Linked DNA regions of Zea mays: region 1 is linked to region 2. A link is a contact called in public Hi-C data. All regions are on one chromosome and are shown on one strand. The core of a region is the stretch at or near the end of the contact, and the rest is flanking DNA. Distances in the headings are between cores, read along the strand shown.

What was found. A called contact is a pair of places that touch in the nucleus more often than the background predicts.
Region 1: a contact with region 2 is called in a Hi-C map of bundle sheath, with 2.8 times the contacts expected there. The contact joins two enhancer-like sites. A contact is called at or near these places in 2 of 25 Hi-C or Micro-C datasets (bundle sheath and tassel).

What each region holds. Positions count from the first base shown.
Region 1 is chr4:149,429,779-149,434,694 of Zm-B73-REFERENCE-NAM-5.0, forward strand. No RefSeq gene overlaps it. Among protein-coding and RNA genes, the nearest start is that of LOC100194141, 21 kb to the right of the region's middle. Within about 2 kb of position 3,378, at least 17 of the 20 cell types and tissues checked have an H3K27ac peak or open chromatin away from gene starts, as enhancers often do. A contact at or near this core is called in bundle sheath and tassel, where this site is marked.
Region 2 is chr4:148,953,759-148,959,137 of Zm-B73-REFERENCE-NAM-5.0, forward strand. LOC103653810 (auxin response factor 8) reads left to right here. Exons shown (of 3, transcript XM_008680610.3): 2 at 1-946; 3 at 1,065-1,450. The coding sequence ends at 1,134. Among protein-coding and RNA genes, the nearest start is that of LOC103653810, 4.2 kb to the left of the region's middle. Within about 2 kb of position 2,888, at least 18 of the 20 cell types and tissues checked have an H3K27ac peak or open chromatin away from gene starts, as enhancers often do. A contact at or near this core is called in bundle sheath and tassel, where this site is marked.

The sequences.
Region 1 (4,916 bases), core at 2,128-4,627, 480 kb after region 2:
AGGTGCCAGGTTCATTCGGATGTTAAAGTGGCCCCCTACATCGGACTTCAAGGGCAGTAGCAAATCTGAAACTTGGAGGATCAAGATGCTCTACGTTCGTTGATGCCTGTGTGACGACCATGTGTTTAATTGTTCTTAGTCTGCTGCTTTGATGACTGCAAGGTTCTAATTTACCTCCGTCAGGCCCTACTGGATCTCTAATGTGCGGATAATATTGTTCTTAGCTGATAAACACATGCCTTTTATTAACATAGTATTTCTTCCTAAATTGTCGATTTTCTCACCCAAGTTTAATTAGTTGGTTTCGGCAGAGGGGAGAGAACATTTAAGAACACATGCCTTTTTACTTCATGTTATAATTTGTAGGCATGCCATGTTCAGTGACCGCATGAATTGAGGTGGACAGTAAGGTAGCTTTGCTGCAAATGACTCTAATTTACATATTTATCAAAAGCACATGAATATATGACTCTATTAACACAGCGATATTCTCAAGTAACATCCAATCTGATGTCTTACTATGGCATGTGTGGGCTGGCGAAGGAGTGCCTACATCAGTGGTACTCCTAGCCAAATGATATCCACGTAATCAAATCAGATGCTAGTTAATTTATCTTGCTTTTCTTAAAAGCCAATGAATTTTATTCCAGACAACAGTACTAACTCTTTAGCCCAGATATTTACAGGGCACGACTGCTGTAGTCCTTGCAGGGATTATTGCTGCTCTGAAGTCTGCTGGTGGGACTCTAGCTGATCATACATTCTGGTTCTTCAGTGCGAGGTGATTGACCCTTTTTTGGAAATTGTAAAGTGTAAATGCTATTGGTCACTATTAATTATTGCATACTCCTAGAGATGATTCGAGTCAGAACTCACGCACGATCTGAATCTGAATGTAACAGATTACTAAATTTTTTATTTACATTGTGATACATGTTGGTTGACTTACATCCCATATCGTTGTTGCAGTTATCTCTTATATTGCAGTTATCCAGAGCCGTGTCGCACTCCATTCATCCTTGACAACGCCGCTTGTGTTGATTTACGTGTTCATGTGTTCATGGCTTCAGGTTTGAGCTTTTTTTCTTAATATTACACTCCAATATAATGTTCAATTGGAAAATGGTCCATTGTAGTGACAGAGATTCAACATTGTAATCTCTTTATGGATTGTGTGCTTCATTGGAACCTCGCCAAGAATTTGTAATAGCAGCCATATGCACTTACTTGTAGTCTTTAAAAGTGGTCTTTAAGCAAGGTTATTTTTTATGCACTTCGCTGCAAATACACTTGAAGAACCATCTTGTCAGTCTCCTTGTCATAAAGCATTTACCTTTTCTTGTAGGTAACTTGGGCTCGACTTACTGACACGAGCAACAGTCTGATAACGCTACAAGACACCGATGTGCAATGGTCGCCGCCCTCTATGGGATTATGCAGAGGTCAGATCAACAAATAGCTATATTTTTCAAAGAAAAGAAAAAAAAAGAACAGGTATCCTACTGTCTCCATTTAGGAACTCCTAAACCTTTCTCAACTGAAAGGATTAATTAATATCCAGAATTTGATGTGGTTGTGTATGATGTACTTTATATTTTTATGCTAATTTGAATACGCTATTATGCCCAATTACTAGATCGCGCGTATGCTCCGCTTTGTAAACATGTAGACCACCGATCCTACATTGTTTTTGTTCTTCCTATTATGCTTTTAGGATGATTTGAATTGGTCCTTTTCAGAACAATGCACCTCCAGTACTTATGCTTGTTCTGACGTGTCTTTATACTTTATACAGGCTTACACAGACCTGTTTTGATAAGAGCCGAGCAGCGATGCTTCCATTTCGGACCACGACCTAGCTAAAGGCTAATGGTTTGAAATATCTGAAGTACCGAAGACAGGGCTAGCTCCTCGTTTTTTGTCATGTCAAATAAATTGTGTATGATTGCAACAATATTGGCAAAATATCGTTGTACTTTATATTTTGATATACTGTGAACAAAACAAGTGTCCTATGAGACCATCCTGATTTATGCATTTTCAAACTAAATTTTACGACACTTCTTGTTGTGTTTTATGCTTCCATTAAAAACAGTCTTACTGTGTTTTACGCCAAATTTATGACACTTTTTGATGTGTTTTACAGCAATCTCTTGCGAAGTGAGATTGTGTGCGTGTTTTACACTAAATTCCGTACTCATTTACGCTGTTTTAGCTCACGTTTTACGCTGAAATCATTCGAGTCAGAACTCGCGCACGATCGGCTGCACGCGATTTTCACGCCGTAATTTTGGGCCTCGTTTGCTGTTACAAAACATATATAGGATTTACGATAAATTCGGTACTCATTTACGCTGTTTTGGTTCATGTTTTACGCTAAAATCTATCCGAGTCAGAACCCGATCATGATGGGACGCGCGAGATTTTTACGTCGTAATTTTCGGATCGCGTTCGCCATTTCAAAACAGATCTACCATTTACGCTAAAATTCGTAATCATTTACGTTGTTTTGGTTCATGTTTTACGCTAAAATCTATCCAAGTCAGAACCCGATCACGATGGGCCGCGCGAGATTTTTACGCCGTAATTTTCGGGACGCATTCACCGTTTCGAAACAAATCTACGATTTACGCTAAAATTCGTAATCATTTACGCTGTTTTGGTTTACATTTTACGCTAAAATCTGTTCGAATAAGAACCCGATCACGATGGGACGCGCGAGATTTTTACGCTGTAATTTTCGGGCCACATTCGCCGTTTCGAAACAGATTTACGATTTACGCTAAAATTTGTAATCATTTACGCTGTTTTAGCTCACGGTTTACGCTGGAATCCGCCCGAGCCAGAACCAGAACCACATACTACATGATTTATGCTGTCAAGTACAAGTCATTATGCAGTCGTAAACGCTGTTCACAATGTCATATTCGTTCCACGTGATTCGGGCGTCAAAAGATTCCTTTATGCATGGTTTACGCATCTTTATCCATATATATATGCATTCGTATATTGCATGGCTGAGCAAGCACGTGGGTGCTGGGCCGACCGCGTCCTGGTTGGGGCTTCCATTAGTAGGGGAAGCCCAGGGCTTCCATTACCTCTTCCCTATATATATATATATATATATATATATATATATATATATATATATATATATATATATATATATATATATATATATATATATATATATATATATATATATATATATATATATTGCCAAAGCGAGCACAAGCAACGCTAGCTCACACCGCCAGTGCACAACAGAAAGGCGCTATATTGGGGTCCTGAAAAATACTAGTAGTACTATGCAGATCACATCCCTCCCTACCTCTAGTGCCAAAGAACCACGCACTCATGTGCAGTGTGTCTTGCTTTTTGCACACATCCAGATTCGCGTCCTTCGGGCGAGGTACGTTCTGTAGATTCTGTTCTTTCTTCGGTGCTGCGCTGGAGGTGACGTCATCCAGAAAGCATGGTGGGCACTGGGCACTCGGGCTGCCCACCTCAACAACTTTAGCTTTGGAGGTACTTGCTTCAAAGTGGGTTTTTGTGTTTTCACAACTAAATTGATAAAGTTAGTAAGTAGGTTAACACCCACATATATAGTACGTATCTAATGCACTGCTATCTACGATGGCCAAGCTTATTCCTTTTATAATTTTAAAAAAAAAGGAAATTGTGACCCTTCTTTGTGTGTGTACGTAAATTTGTTAACAAAAAAAAAGGTAAAAAAGAACGAATCGTACCAATTGTGAAACTAGACACAGCTCATATATGAGGCCGCCTTCTATGCTGCACCTTGAAGAATTTTTTTTTAATCGGAAACCGCCGCTTACCGAGCGGGGATGGTAATCTGTGCATTGCATTGCACCCGAAGAAATGCGTCTTTTTCCACCACCTGGGAACATAACGGAAACCAGGTTATTTGAGTTTGTTTGTAGAGGGAAGTTCGTAATAAGAGGTGAGGTAGTGAATAGAACAGAAGAGGTGACGAAGATTAGCCTAAAGAACACTCTAGGAGGTGTAGCAGAAGCAGTAAGCATGGCACGCATAGTCATAGAGAAGGCAGCCCGCTTTGATTCGCGTTCACACTGACGCGAGAGAGACCCGAAAAGGAGGGTATCGATATCATGGCAGCCAGCCGGCCCGGTCCGGCAATGCGGTGCAGTGGAATCTAGGCCACTGCCGCGTCCGGCACACGGCAACGACCCACGACAGATAGATTCCTCCGGGCGGCCACACTTGGAGGTCGACACGACGACGGGATCCACTCGCCTCGGAGTCGGAGAGATTCGTCCAAGCGCCGCTGATCAGCAGATACTCTAATACTGTTGCACGCGTCGTTCTTCAGACTGTAATTTGATGTATGTATATATACAACATAATGCTCAAAATTTAAAACTAGTATTGAATTATCTAAATTTTAATGCTAGTTTAGGAATCCCATTTTTCATTTTTCAAAGGAAAAATAGTTCATTTTTTCTTACGAAAATAGAAATCCCTTAAAAATATAGTTATGCTTAGATATAGTATATCATGTAGTAAAATTCTGGAGCCGTCGCTGTCTAATCTAGCCTTGGTTGCTCGGATATCCATTCTTTCTGTCATGTGTTCAGCTGTTACAGGCTTTACAATCATTGTTACAGACGACACCTCTTGCATTGCGTTGCATTCCATGCGCTGCACGGAACACGGATGGTGGATCGTCCCATGGTCGTCCCGATCGTGACTGGAAGACAGACAGAAAGAAAGAAAAGCCGGGTAAATCGCGCCGATCGCGACGGGATTGCTTCCGCTGCAGTTGAGTTGCCCGCTCGCATCACATGGCGGGACGATTGATGGACCAGGAGAAGAGATAGGGGGTGGTGTGCTCGCCTGCCGGTGCCCACCAGTGCGACGCGACCATGCGCCTT
Region 2 (5,379 bases), core at 1,638-4,137:
GGGTGAGCCCATGGCTGGTCGAGCTGGTGTCCAGCATGCCGGCCATCCACCTCGCGTCCTTCTCGCCTCCGCGCAAGAAGCCCCGGATCCCGGCGTACCCGGAGTTCCCCTTCGAAGGGCAGCTCCTGAACCCGGCGTTCCCGCCCAACCCACTGCCGCACGGCCAGCACCACCACCATTTCCTTCACTCCCACTCCCACCAGCACCACCACCCACCCTTCTTCCCGTTCCCGGCCGGCAGTGCTCCTGCAGCCATACAGGGAGCCAGGCATGCGCAATTCGTTCCACCTTTCTCAGAACTCCACCTCACCCACTTGCAGCCGAGCCTGCTGTACCCCAGGCTCCGCCGTCCCGACCATGTCGGTCCGACGACCCCGATCCCGGCAAGAGTCAGCACGGACCTGACCATCGGAGGCGCGGCGGCGGCGGCGCGCGACGACGACGACGACGACTTCCCGTGCGCTCCTCCGTCGACGGGTGCCAACAGGCAGAAGCCCGACGCCAAGCCGGCGGGGCTAGTGCTCTTCGGACGCACGATACTAACCGAGCAGCAGATGAGCCGCAGCGGCGCAACCTCCCCAGCGGCGACCGGCAACAGCTCCACGTGCTGGAACGCCGAGAAGGGGCCCAACGCCTCGGAGGGCTCGGGGGGATCCGGCGTCATCCAGACCAGCCCGGCCAAGGCCGCGTCGTCGGAGCGGCCGCCGTGGCTCGGGGGCGACGGCAGCCAGCAGCAGCAGGCCTCCGGCGAGCTCGGGCTGGGGCTGGAGCCCGGGCAGTGCAAGGTGTTCGTGGAGTCGGACACGGTGGGCCGCAACCTCGACCTCGCGGCGCTGCGCTCGTTCGACGAGCTGTACGGCCGGCTGTCCGGGATGTTCGGCGTCGCGGGGGCGGAGCTGCGCAGCCGCGTGCTGTACCGCGGCGCCGCCGGCGACGAGCCCTTCAGGTAACGGCCGTGTGAGGTGACCACAACGTTTTTTTTTTTTGCTTCGCGCACCTGACGCATATAGAATAGAAAAAAAGGTCTGATTTTTTTTGCGCACATTTTGCTCCGCCGTTCCCAGCGATTTCGTCAGGTCGGCGCGGAGGCTCACCGTATTGACCGATGCTGGGAGCGACAACCTTGGAAGCTAAACGACGACGAGGAGCAGTGAGAGAGAACCGTTCCATTCCAGCCGCGAGGGTTTATGTTCTTCGGTACTGGTACTGTTAGACTGTACTAGTACTGTACAGGTGAGGCCGGGAGCTAAGGTTTTGTTCAAAATCCGTTCCAAGTCTGAACTCTGAAGACATAGAGAGAGAGGGAGAGAGGTTTCAGATCGTAAGGCAGCGCCACCATGACCAGGCACGTTGCCTTCATCTCGTGTGTGTCCATCCAAAAAATCGCTGTAAAACTTGGGGGGTAATTAAAACCCTACTAGTACTACTACTACTCATCTTGTTCCTTGTCTCTCTCTCTGTATCCTCGTTCTGTCGTTCATTCTCATGGGCGCTTGAATGCCCCCCTTCTGGCCAAGGCCAATGCATCTGAACGGCGTGTACGGGCCAAAGGGGGCAAAGCCGTAGCGGGAGCAGCAACACTGCGCGCGCGCAGACGCAGGTTTTGAATGTGCTGGCGCTGCTACTGCTGCCGCAGGCGGCAGCAGCTGTTGCTGCTGCCGGGATACCATCACTATTCACTGCTTGCTCCGTGTCCGTGGCCACCAGGCGACTTGTTGGCTGTTGCATTTTGCCTACTAGTACTGTAGCTCCCTAGCCTGCCGCTGCCTTTTTCTGTGTGCATGCTGATGGTGAGTGAGGTCACTCAAAAGATCGCGGAGCAAGTGCTGGGGGTGGGGGCGTAAATGCTCCGGCCTCCAGTTCATCCAGCCAGCCAGCCCAGCCGGAGAAATAACTGCCATGTCTTGTTTGCCTAGCTGAAAGGGGGATTTTGGCCTGCCTCACTGCCCTGCAACTGCAAGCACGCCCTCATCCCCATTCCCATGTGCGGTTCGGTTCGACTATAGGTGTACATTTGTGCTGTGCCTAATAGGCCGGCCCAAAGCACATAATTTTTGGCACGGCCCATATCTGGCACGGCCCAACCTAATTGTGGGTCTGGGCCGGCACGGCCCACATTGTGGGCCGTGCCTGGACCTCAAGTCAAGCCCACGGGCCGGCCTGGCACGGCCCATTTAACTAAGGCCCACCGAGGCCCACTAAATATAGACTCAGTATTTAACTAAGGTCCGCCAAATCCCACATGACTAGCATAACTTGGAGAATCTAGAGCTTCAATAAGCCATCGAGAGCCAATAGATATGGATAGTGAATAGTGATGATGATCATTGTATATGTATTCTGTATGCATGTATAGTACTCAATTAAACACTAAACAGAGAACTGAATATTATTTGTGAGCTAGTTGTAATATTTTTTTTTTCTTTCTGACCAAAGGTTTATAATGTGCAACCACAAAACATCTTAGTTTTATTTTGGTCATATATATATTTTATACTTTTTGTTGATGTATTACTGTTGTATGTATATGGGACGGTCTGGCACATTAAGACATTTTGGGCTATTTGGGCCGGCCTGGCACACATAACTAATTGTGGGCCGTGCCGTGGGCCGATGACTGGGCACACGTGCTGGCACGGCACGACCCATAATTAGATATGTGCTTTTGTGGGCCGTGCCTTTGTGGGCCGTGCTTTTGTGGGCCTGTGCCGTGCCGAGCCAGGCTGGCCCACATGTACATGTATAGGTTCGACTCCTAAGCAAAGACCGGACAAAATGTGCCTGCTGTATTAGCTAGCGTAGCGTAGCTGACTCCTCTGGCTCAACCTCACATGGCCATCGCCGTACGTTGGTCCACAGCACCCACCCATGACACGGAGCTCCGTCGTCGTCGCCCTGCGCGCCCTGTCCTTTTTCTGGCATCCTACCGCCATGGGCCATGGCCCATGGGGCCGTGCGTTGGCCACGCGCGCGGCTGTTACTTTCACAGCTTGTTGTATCTATCTATCACCCCGCTGTCGAGAGAGAAAAAAAAAAATTGAAAACCGCTAAAATGTCGTCAATGCAGGCTGTCCTTACCGGATATATATGAAGGTGACGGCGACTCTGGTGGTCCGGCCCCTAAAATGGTTTGTTCGGTTGCGGTTTCTGCTTCGTACTCGTACGGGTGGGTGGGCAGATCTTGTCGTCGTAGGGAAGGGTGGCCGGCCGGGTACAAGTATGATTTGCGGCCGCCGGGGTCGCGCTCACGGCGTTTGTCTTGTCCCGTGCGCGGCTGTTGCGCTGGAAGAATGTTGCGCTCGCCCGCTCGTGGGCTCGTGGCATGGCAGGGTCACAGCTCACAGGGAGGGGTCGGGCCGTCGAGGGGTGGATGGGTGTGTGGTGTCTGCCACACCGCGCTGTCTCGTCGGAGGCGTCGCTGTCCGTCCGTCCGTCCGTCCGTCCATCCCTGCCTTTCGTTTCACTCGTCGCGCTCGCGCACCACAGCGCCGGTGGGTCTGGGACGTCGGGTGTTTTTACTGCACTTACCTTTAAAAGTGCTTACAGTACATGTGAACGTAGGGAACTTTTTTTCTGTCTCGATCTCATGGGTTTCAAAACAGACCTTAATTTATTTAAAAGGTGGCTAAAAGGGAGGTGGGAACCAAAGTTTAAAGTGTAGACCCCGAGCTGAGTGGCCTTTTTGGTTTTAGGGCACCTGCAGCGTTGGTCGACTCCGGCCTGGATGAGATTGAGAGGGCCACCGCCCACATAGTCCCAAAACCGAACCATTAAAAAAGTCGTACTCAAAAAAACTTCGTTTGCGTTCTTCTCAGCTGGCTGCGACCTTTCCCCTTCCTCCATCGTCTTCTCCGTTTGTACAACGACTGCACTGGCACACAGCGAAACATTTCTCTCCATCCGTGGCGGGGCGGCAGCGTCTTTTGCTGAGAGAGAGAGAGAGAGAGAGAGAGAGAGAGAGAGAGAGAGAGAGAGAGAGAAGTGTGTGTATGCGCGTGACAATCGGAGCATGGGCAACGCACTGACTGACCCCCCTGCCGCCACCTTTTGGCCTTAGTTTCAGACGTCTATGATGACAACGGATTTGCTGGATTTCAGAGAGAGAGATAGAGAGAGAAGTGTGTGTGTGCGCGCGCGTGTGACAATCGGAGCATGGGCAACGCACTGACTGATCCCCTGCCGCCACCTTTTGGCCTTAGGCTGTCTCGAGCAACGTCCTCTATATCCATCCTCTATATCTGTACTTTACAGTCTCCTCTAAAAGATTTTATTCTCTATATCTCATTCCTCTCCAACAACGTTCTTTAAATCACGTCCTCTATACTCAAATATGTATATTAGAGACATTTTTTATTTTTATTTTTTGTACATACGTATTTGTCATACTCTCAAATGTATTGTACATATTTTAGTTTTGCTAAACTGGTAATTTAAAGTATTCAAATGGATAGAGGACCGTTTAGAGAAACTCTATATGTAGAGAATCCAGCAGCGTCCTCTAAATTTAGAGGATCGTTTAGAGGACGCTGTTGGAGGGCGTAGAGGACCATTTGGTCCTCTATATTTAGGGTACAGAACCCTTTAGGGTGTATTGCTGGAGCTAGCCTTAGTTTCAGACGTCTATGATGACAACGGTTGCTTTGTCTCGTCTTACAGCCCCCACAGCAACCGCTGCTGCTGCAGTGCTGCTGGTGCTGGTAGTAGTAGTAGGCACGTACTACTGGCAGGAGCACACACTTGAAACATGGCGGCAAACGCAACGCATGCATGTGTAAGTGTAACAGTGGAATTGTGTTGTATGGACGGCAGCGCGCGCAGCATGGCGACGCCAACAGACAGACAGACAGACAGACGGGCAGGCAGAGCGCGAGAGCACAGCGTCTGATGTGCATGTGCGGCTGTGCCACCGGGCCACCGGCCACCGCACAGCGCTGCGATTGCGTGGCAGCTAGCTGGGCGGGGCGCACGATTCAGCCCTCCCTGCTCCCTGTCATGCATGGCAATCCAGCACCAGCAGTCCACACCAGGGCTCCAGGCCATTTGTCATTTTGTGTCGCTGCGCCCCCTCTCGAACCGTATTATCACCGTGACCGCCCCGGCCGGCCATCGCCTCTCATCTAGTATGGCATCTTCAATCTTCATCATTGTATTGCACTGTACAGTATGATCGATCACTCGACGGCATCCACCTCGGGACCCGGGAGTGATGGCGTAGTACGTGGGCGCGGAGGCGCAGCGCAGCGCTCGGCGTGGACGCGGCCTGATGACAACACAGCGACCAGGATAGGACCCTGAAGCACGGTGGGTCCACTCCTAGGTCAGCTCGGCTAATAATAAAGTCAGAGCAGAGCACTCTTCCCGTGCCCGCCCTCGGCGTCT